Linked DNA regions of Mus musculus: regions 2 and 3 are each linked to region 1. Evidence: chromatin contacts called from public promoter capture Hi-C data. All regions are on one chromosome and are shown on one strand. The core of a region is the stretch at or near the end of the contact, and the rest is flanking DNA. Distances in the headings are between cores, read along the strand shown. Region 1 holds the start of Pdzrn4 (PDZ domain containing RING finger 4). Region 2 holds the start of Irak4 (interleukin-1 receptor-associated kinase 4). Region 3 holds the start of Twf1 (twinfilin actin binding protein 1).

Region 1 (3,267 bases), core at 168-2,667:
AGGGGGTACAAGTTCTGTCAAATCTTGCTTGCTCTGCCAGAGACCGTTCAAGTCAAACACCAACTGAAGACAGCTGATAAACACGTCTCTCTACCCAGGCTGCAGCTCGCAGCTCAGGACTAGCCCCTTCCATGAAGTAGGGAAGACAGCTGCCTCTGCCAGGTACTCAAGGAGGCACTGTGACTTCAGGCCTTTGTTCTTGTCCTGGGACAGGTCCCCAGGTAATAACAGGCACACTGGCCACCAATAAGGTCTCGTGAGGTCAGGAGAGAGGAATCAACAGGGAAGGTCGGTATCTCTGTCACCACCATCCCTCGAGGCCCCTGAGCTGAGGAAAGGGTGGGTAGTTAACTGATAGGCATATTTTGGCAGAGAAAATAAGTCTCTCACAGCCAATTAACCGGTTTACTTATAGAATTTGCTCCAGGCACAGGCCAAGGACGCGAAAGATGGGCAGCTTAGGTGAGCAGGGGAGTGGAAGATGAGAACAGAGTGTGGATGGGAAAAGAGTTCACTCAATTTCTCCTCCTGGAGAAGTTGAGTTTGACTCCCTTAATCCTAAACGGTGTTTCTGGGGCAGCGATGCAGATGAAGGTGGCAGAGCATAATCAGATGCAGCTCTGAAAAAGGGATGGCACCTCCATAAGGAGTCCTCAACAGTCGGGAAGACGCTCCCCTTCCCATCCCAACCGTGCTCTGGGGTTCATTCCCCTGGGCTTACCTGGCCGCGGCCTCCCGGGTTCCCGACGAAGTTGCGCGTGTGCGCCATGTACAGAGCCAACTTCTCCTGATACCTGCGCTGCAACAAGCTGACCTGCGCCCGCCGCGTCTTCCCCACCCCGACAGCAGGCGACAACCAGAGGCCGACCTCCAGGTCCGGGTGGCCCCTCACGCGCGTCCCCACTCCAGCAGGTCTTGGTCGCCGGGTGCTTTTCCTCCCCGCCGCCTCCGCAGCCGCCTGGGCAGTGGCTGTCACAGCCGCTGGCAGGGCCGAAGGCGCAGCGCTGGATGTGCACTGCCAGCACCCGCAGTCGCCCCTGTGGCCACAGCCCTGTCCGCTGTAGTTGCACTGCACGCGCAGTTGCTGGACCAGGCTGCGCAGCGGCAGCACCCGGTACAGCTCGCCCGGCGCCAGCGGCTGGCACTGCAGCGGGCACCAGCGTCTCCCCGCCGCCCAGGGCAGCAGGCAGCTGGCGCAGAAGACGTGCCCGCAAGGCGTGCACGCGGGCTCCTCCAGTACCTGGCCACACAGTAGCTGGCACTGGAAAGCGGGGTCCACGGCTTCCGCGAGACGCTCCAAAGCGAAGCCCATGCTAGTGGTGGGAGGGAGGAGAGCCAAAAGGGGTGTCCCCGCTTCTTCTTTCAATCACCCCCAAGCTGCGCCAGGGCCAGCGGTCTTACCGCTGCTGAGCTCTTTGAGGGGGGAGGTTTGTGTGTGAGCTCAGAATAAGTTTGGCTTGGAGTTTCAAAGCTGTGGCTAGGTCCTGACTTCTCTGTATTGAAGCTCATTGAAGCCACCTGAGTGAACCCTTCCCCATTACCCACTTCTTTATGGCTTTGTAATGCACGGTCTTTCAAGTTTATCCTTGAGAGGGAGGCTTGTTTACAGTAGTGTTTGGGCCAGCTTTATTCTTTCTCTGAGTCTAGAACTTGAGTCCCCCAGGGTGCTTTGTCTGGGTACAGCTGGCCATGGGCAAAGCATTGATACTGAGAATGTTAAAGTCTACCAGGGTGGAACATTCCAGGGATCAGGATCTTGTGTCAGGCAAATCCTTAGTTAGAAAGAAAAAAAGTTTGAAGTGATGAATACACTTTTGTTCTTTCAAGGGAGGTAACTAAAACAAAAAACAAACAAAACGTCAACTAAGAACTCTGACTCTAAAGCTTCCGCGCTGGAAAAAAAACAAAAAAACAAAAAACAAAAAACAAAAAACAAAAAACAAAACAAAAAAAAAAAACACGTAGGAAATCATCCCCAGAGCCAGGCTTCTCAAATCAAGATATGGAAATCAGGTGATTGTAGCAAAGGGTGATCTCTGAACCAGCAGTGAGGGTTGGGGACAGGCCAGTTGTCTGCCTGGGGCACTTTTTTCTTGCTGTGGGGGAAGGCAATGAGCAGCCTCCCTCCCTTCCGCCAGGTGAAAAGACTAAGGTTTCATTAACTGCAGCTTGCCTCCCAGTTCAGAGAATTGTCACGCTCTGTATTTTCCACTTTGAGAAGTATTTCACTACTGGGAATGGGCTATGAGAAACATTTTACTATTGGGCACGGGGTATGGCCTTTTGAGCACCTGGAAGAAAACAACAACAACAACAACAACAACAAAGTGATAATCATGAACAAAAGAGGCACGGTTTCTCTGCATAGCCCTGGCTGTCCTGGAACTCACCCGGTAGACCAGGCTGGCCTCTAACGCAGAAATCCACCTGCCTCTACCTCTCGAGTGCTGGGATTAAAGGCATGCGCCACCCCGGCCCGGTTAGAAGCCTCTCTTTACTCAAACAGAAGAGAATCATTCCAAATTCCAAATCCCTTCTAGTTTGTCCTTCGGTGTGTGGCCTGCCTTCCTGAAAACATAGGGGACCTTCCAGGGCCATCGCCTTCTCCCGAAACTTAAGAACACAAAGAGCCCATAACACCAGGTAACACCGGGATATAAGCACGTGGTTTACCGCCGTTAACCAGAAACCATGCGAGATGCTTGGGATGAGGATTCTTAAATTAATCACCCTCCTTGCCAGCTGGGTGCTGTTCGTGGAAGGCTGTGAAGAGCATCAGTACAAACAAATCCAGACTTGGTGATAATAATGGCAAATAGCTTCCAATCAGAACCTTCTGAGAGCTGTTGAGAGCCAAGGAAACCTTGAAGTGATGTTCCAGATATCTGAAATATTCTTTTTGTTTTTGTCAAAATAAAAAAGCTATATTGTATATGTTCTACACATCTATGTAGTCTTAATTTTTTTAAGGCCGATTTTATTTAGAGTTCTTAAACACATCAACTTCCCTTCTAGCCTACTGACTGGAGGTAGGAGAGGGAAAAAAAGGTTACTAGGAAAAGAGGGTTGAGGACCTGTTGAGAAGTAGCTCCCTCAGGTGACTCCACTCTTGGTTGTCAGGTTAACAGCAGTTCAGTTCAATAGCAAACACCTAACATGAGTCAGAAACCGCCATGTGATCCAGCAGAAACAGCAAAGCTCTGCGGAATCAGCATGAGTCAGCAGAAGCCACGGCATCAACCAGAATACCACAAGAAGTTCTTTTGA
Region 2 (3,060 bases), core at 192-2,691, 2.1 Mb before region 1:
CCTCCTATATAAGAATTTTTGGTTTCTTCCCACTCTGGCCCCTCCCCCTGGTCACTTCTTCCTTATACTTTTACGCAGTCTGAACTTCCCCCATACCCAAACAACCATGTTCTACACTAGCTGTCCCAATGCCTCTCACCCTACAGCAGCCCCGTTTGTTCCTGATGCATCTGCCAAAAGACCTTTGAGATGCCGAGAGATGTCCACAATTTCTAAACACTGACATACTTCAGTGGCCACTAAAACGCTTTGGGTATACTAAAATGTATAATGTCATCCATTCACCAAGACATGTCCTATCTGTGACAGATATTAATCCAGGTGCCTGAAAAATAAAACGTTAGGAAGAATAGGGAGAAAAGGGAGGCAAGAACACAGGGGAGTTTTATTCTAATGATGGAAGAAGGTAGCAAGCTGAGAATGCATTTGGCAGTCTGTTAAACGCTGCCTGCGGTGGTTTGAACAGGAGGGGATTCCATCGTCCCTCATTTGAGTACTTGGTTCCCAGTTGGTGACTTGTCTCAGTTAGGGTTTCCATTGCTGTGAAGAGACACCATGACCAAGGCAATTCTTATAAAGGACAGCATTCAATTGGGGCTGGCTTACAGGCTCAGCGGTTCAGTCCGTTGTTGTCTGCAGTGCAGTCAACAGAAGTCTGTGCTACTGTAGAGTGCGAATTCATCTCCTAAGTTGTTTTGTTTGTTTGTTTTTTGTTTGTTTCTGTTTGAACAGGGAACACAACAAAGACAAGACTGGGAGGCCCAAGTTTGGCCGGAGTGATCAGATCAGTCTTGAAACATGTAGGAAGCAAAAATGTTTAGCATGAAAATAGGAGAATTAAAAAAAAAAACCCTGAGCTCTTTGGCATACATCTTGAAGAATTACTCCCAGAAACGGAAAAATCGATTTTTTTTTTTTTTTAAATTTCCTGCTTTGGGGCCACTGTGTCCATTCCGAAAGCTAATGGTGCTTTCTTGCTCTCTTGGGAATGCTTTTCCTGCCCCTCTCTTGCTTCCAATCTGTCTTGCGCTTACCTCTCCCTCTACCTGTTGGACTGTCTGACTACAGCTAGCTTCCTATGCTCCCCATAGCGAGCAAGCGAGACACTCCGGCGGCAGAGCAGCGCACAGAGGCTGCGGGGCTCCCCAAGCCTCCTCTGCCCGAGTGCGCCCATTTCCTGGTTCTGGAGCGAAGCGACTGATCACCAACCCGGCCCGGGACAGAGGACAGCGGAGAGATCGTGGCTTGAGATCAGCCTTCCTCATACAACCTACTTCCTCTCGGACGTCCCTCGCTTCCTGGACAAGGCGATCGGCGTCCCGCCACGGTCCGGCGAGGACTCGGGGGTGGAGGACGCAGGACCACCAGGCGACTTCAGACTGCCTGCGATCGGGATGCTGCGGGTCACCGGGGCATCATATCCCCCTGTGGGACAGGGAGGGCAGGTCAGCTAAGGGTGAGAGTATAGGGGCGGAGCCAATCCGGAAGGCCACGCCTTTCCCTCCCCGAGCTCCACCCAGGGAAGAGCTACACCAACCGGAGCCTGTCCCTTTAAATGTCCCTGTAAGAGGCTAGGCGGCGGAAAGGCTTCTGGGCATGCGCACTGTGTCACTCGGCGGACCACTTTCTCACGGAAGCGAGGTAGAGCTCACAGAGTCTATTAGGATGCCGGGTCACCGGTGGATCCAAGACTGCTGGACCGGGGAGGGAGGCGTGGTGGCGGCGCCCAGGGAGCGGGGTGGGGTTGGGGTGGGAGTCCCTCTGCAGCCTCGGCTCGCCCCGCGGAGCGGAGGAGGAGCTCTTGCCACCCTCGCCCCCACGTGCCCTGTCTGCCCGCCTCTTGACTAGCTGCTTGACTGCCATGCCTTCGTGCTGCACTGTCCCCACGTGTAGCCTGGAAAGCCGTCCTATGGTCTTTCTTTTCCAACAATCCCTAGGGTTCCGAGGACCCCTGTGGACTTGGTCAGAGCTGACTGCTGATTTCCATCTGCCATTAGAAACAACTCCACGGGGGCAGATGCCAACCTTTGACAGGGTGTTCACTATCTTTCCTTGTCAGCATTACTTCAGCTGTATTCTCCCTATCCCCTCTGCTCTGTGTCAGGGCTTCCCCCTTCCCCCCCCCCCCCCCAGTGCCCGTCTTGATTGTACTTGCACGTGGTATTTCTACCCCGCTTCTGTCTCTTGAACTATTTCCAAAGTCAAGTAGCAGTTTATTATATACCATTCCTGATTATCATAGACAAAAGTTAACACTTCTTTCTTTCTTGTCACCATTAACGCTCTTACTGTGTTCTACTTGTATCTGTTCAACTAGTATCTACTGCAGACCTACTATGTCCTTGGTGCTGTTCTGAATATGGGCTAGTCAGAATTCTGGCTCATGTGGAACTGACACTTTAAGTTGAAGAAGATGGACAGTAAATAATGAACACATTAGCTAGTCATGCTATACAGGAAATTAAATCAGTTTTTTTCTTTGTGTGTGTGTGAAAGAAAAGAAAACAGGTTCCTAAAGCTTATAGATGAATCCTATAGATTAGATTATTGGTGGGTGAAAATGTCTGAGGATGTAGATGATCAATTACTTGTAAAGTCTGGGAAATACAAGAGCTAGGCAGTGAAGCTGCTCTCTCAGGGCTCCGTGTGTCGTGGAGAGAGTAGATTGTGTGAGGACTGTGATTCATTCCCTATAGAATTGGCCTTGGGCCGCTGCTCCAAGAAAACACCATGAGACTTTCTTTTCTTCTATGCCAGTGACTTGGTAGAAATTCCCTTTCATTAGCTTGAGATGTTTGTATCTTTCCTGTAGAGAATTTAGAACAAGATGAGGGACCAGGACTGACTTATCCGACCTTGAAGTGTACAGAGAAGTTCACGTAACTATTTATTATAGACTTTCCTTTCTTATCCTTCTTCGTGATCTAATTTCCAATGTATAAAAACACTACCACAGTCTCTGAAGTTTGCTCCAGGAGATTTTGAGGTTCTGAGGATGACAATCATTGTAACAACAGTCCTATTTTCTTCTCCCTTCTTTGTAGGTCTAATGATACTATT
Region 3 (3,007 bases), core at 205-2,704, 2.2 Mb before region 1:
TACCTTGTCATTATGTCATTTGCCTGAATCGAGTTTGAATATAAAAAAATAAATATATTTATTAGTCCAAGGCTTTAAAATCTAGAGCTAGAGTTCTACTTAGAAAACATACATAAAAATAAACAATAGAATAAACTTTCACAGGGGAATGCATGCCGATAAAAGTGTACAGTGAGAAAGAACGGTAACTCCTGTCTGCTGTTTCCATACAAATGTATTGCATCCAGGTAACTACGAACACACATTTGACTTGAAGCAATCAAAGGCTAACCTAAAGCAAAGCTCTGTTAATGGTTTCCAAGGGTAGAGCTGACCACAGAGAGATATTCAGGTCAGCTCAATGGCTCAGTGGTTTCACACTCAGTTCTTTGGGGGAACCAGAGAAAGGACAATGAGGTCTCTTAAAGTGCTATGAGCTGAAATTTCCAGAAAAAAAAAAAAGCCACCCCAAACCTGTTCAAGACTCAAAAAGGTTGCCTAGCTGATTAGAAGTGCCTGATTGTGTAGGACTGTGGTGTAGGTCCTAAGCTGAATTATCTTGGGCCATCCCAGTTACTAGCCACTTCTGAGTCCATCCTTGGAAATGTACAGACCACTTAGCTTCTCCCATTGAAAGGTTAAAGATGCCCTCTTCAGATAATATCTGAACCAGTAGCAGAAATTTCGCCACTTTGGGTATAGCCCCATGTCCCCACCAAATATATTTTAAAGATGATTTGTGATTTTCTTTTGTTCTGGTACTAAAAAAAAAATTCATAAGTCTGTTACCAAGTTGAAACATGATATTTGGGATGGGGTGTCACCTGAATTAGTGCCTCCTCCCCGCCTGATAGGGCACATATTTGATTTCAGAATAGACTTTTTTTTCTCTTTTTTGAGGTGAGAACAGTGGTTTTGTGTGATAGTGACCAATTGAAAAGTGAACAGCTTGAGATTCAAATCACGGGGAAAATAATGGAGAACTCTACAGTCTCTTATTTTAAAGTGGGCCAGGAGTGGTCTTGAGCCCCATCTTGCTTTGCAAATGTTTAACTGTTTTATCTTTCGCCTTAAAATGGTCTTTTCTTTACAGCAAAGGATATGTCTTTCATGTAGAAAGCGTTTGTTTCGGAAAATGGCCATTTTTCCCTCTAAAGCATTTTGATGAGGTGTGTCGCTGCGGCGTGTGATAGACACACAGCCCACTGCCAGAAGGTGCATCCTGGACAGAAACAGCAGCGGGGGGGGGGGGGGGGGGGGCAAGGGGGGGTGATTGCCGGGAAAGGGCATGGCCAATGGCTTAAGGGGCGGGGCTTGTGACGACAATGAAAGTAGCCAGTGAAAGAACAGGGGGCGGGATCCTAGGCGGGGTCTATGTCGCGCTGGAGAGCGGGGCTGGTGCTGGGGGCGGGGCTGAGAGTCGCGGGCCGATGACGCACAGGCGGAGCCGCTACTTCCTGGATCCGCCGGCCGGGGCCGCTACCGCACCCTGCGCCGGAGCCGGGAGCCTGGGGCCGCCGCCATGTCCCACCAGACAGGCATCCAAGGTAACGGCGCCACGGGGCAGGGGCTCCCGGGAGGCTGCGGGCCGGAACGCTGGAGGCGCGCACGGCATTGGAGCTGCTCTGGGTGCGACGGCCCCGACTGTGTCCCTCGCGGCCCTCCCCGGCGGCCGCCACGTAACAGGCCGGTGGTGGCTGCCAGAGAACCGAGGATGTGAGGATGTCCCGGGCGACCCCGCTGCATCCCGGCCCCCGTGCCGAGAGCAGGAAGACCGAAGCTGGCTGGGCTCCTGCCGCCGGCCAGCCGAGCGACTTTTTCCTCGGGACCCGCCAAAGGAGATTGCTCCAGCACTCAGATCGTTTGAAAACCAAACAGCTCCCACCGCTGTAGGCTGCCTCCCGAACTCCCCGGATTTTTCTCTCAGAACGCGGGTGTGCCTTCCTTCCGGAGAAATCCCGAGTAGGGAGTGTTTTTCCATCTTTGGATGCTTGCACCCCAGGCAGCTGCAAAGTCTGATCTGTGTAGCTGCACCTCATGAACCCCGTGGAGACAGTCGAATGTGCAGTTTACTTGTGTATCTTACTCGCCGTTTATTATTTCCTGGTTGGAAAATAGGCAACTTGGACGTACTCAACCTCCTACGGAATCAAATAATATATCCCGGGGTTATTTAACGAGTTCTAATATAAACTAGAGCACTTCCCGTAATAGTTAACCGAGCCTTTCCCCCGGGTGACCACTTAATAACTTGTTTTGTGTTTTAAGGGTTTTTGACACTACCACTTAATTCTGTGCACATGCAGGCAAAAATAGTCTCCGATCTAACAACACTTAATCTCCCCCGTGTTACTTATGACATTTAAATATATCAAAATTATTGTTTAATGTTTGAGCCTTTTATATAACAAGACATAAATATTAGTCTTGCTTGGCAATCAACAACACAAGACCGAATTTGAAGCAATGATGACTACACAAGGGATAGGTTATTAAATGTTTATTTCCTGGGTGGCTTCTATAACTTTTTACAAAGAGATGCAAGAAAAATGTAAGATCTAGTGTATTTTACAGGTTTTTTCTTTAATCAGTATATGAGATTTGATCCTGTTGTTCTTGATGGACAGATACAGGACATGATTTGATGAAGGAGCACACATCACAAACTTAAAATTGGACTATTAGAAGCAACTTGTTAACATTTTCAAACATGGAGCAATTTGTCTGTTACTGGGTTTGACTGAAAGCATTCACCCTAGTGTTACTTCTGCTACTGAGTTCTGTGGCTAAAATGTTGAAGTTCCTGTACTTCTAAATGCTAGTATTTAGTTTTTGCTCCTCGCCAAGGCCGGTATTTTATGCTTCTGTTTTATAGTAACAATAAGAAGGGCCTGTATGCTCCACATGTTTCTTTAATTTATGTTTTCTTTAGGTGAATACAAACTAAACTACTTCTAGGTTTAAACACTTTTTCCCTTTATCATTTTCCACAGCAAGCGAAGATGTCAAAGAGATCTTTGCCCGAGCC

The links. Promoter capture Hi-C pulls out the DNA fragments that hold promoters and counts their contacts.
Region 2: a contact with region 1 is called in a promoter capture Hi-C map of cranial neural crest. The contact joins the promoter of Irak4 here to the promoter of Pdzrn4 in region 1. A contact is called at or near these places in 2 of 39 promoter capture datasets (cranial neural crest and embryonic stem cells) and 1 of 115 datasets of contacts at active chromatin or transcription factors (astrocytes).
Region 3: a promoter capture Hi-C map of cranial neural crest shows a contact between it and region 1. The contact joins the promoter of Twf1 here to the promoter of Pdzrn4 in region 1. A contact is called at or near these places in 2 of 39 promoter capture datasets (the 3T3-L1 cell line and cranial neural crest).

What each region holds. Positions count from the first base shown.
Region 1 is chr15:92,394,960-92,398,226 of GRCm38.p6, reverse strand. It overlaps Pdzrn4 (PDZ domain containing RING finger 4), which reads right to left and starts at 1,417. Exons shown (of 10, transcript NM_001164593.1): 1 at 722-1,417. The coding sequence starts at 1,312.
Region 2 is chr15:94,542,041-94,545,100 of GRCm38.p6, reverse strand. It overlaps Irak4 (interleukin-1 receptor-associated kinase 4), which reads right to left and starts at 1,441. Exons shown (of 12, transcript NM_029926.5): 1 at 1,275-1,441. Pus7l (pseudouridylate synthase 7-like) reads left to right here and starts at 1,594. Exons shown (of 9, transcript NM_172437.3): 1 at 1,594-1,641.
Region 3 is chr15:94,588,271-94,591,277 of GRCm38.p6, reverse strand. It overlaps Twf1 (twinfilin actin binding protein 1), which reads left to right and starts at 1,454. Exons shown (of 9, transcript NM_008971.4): 1 at 1,454-1,526; 2 at 2,973-3,007. The coding sequence starts at 1,502.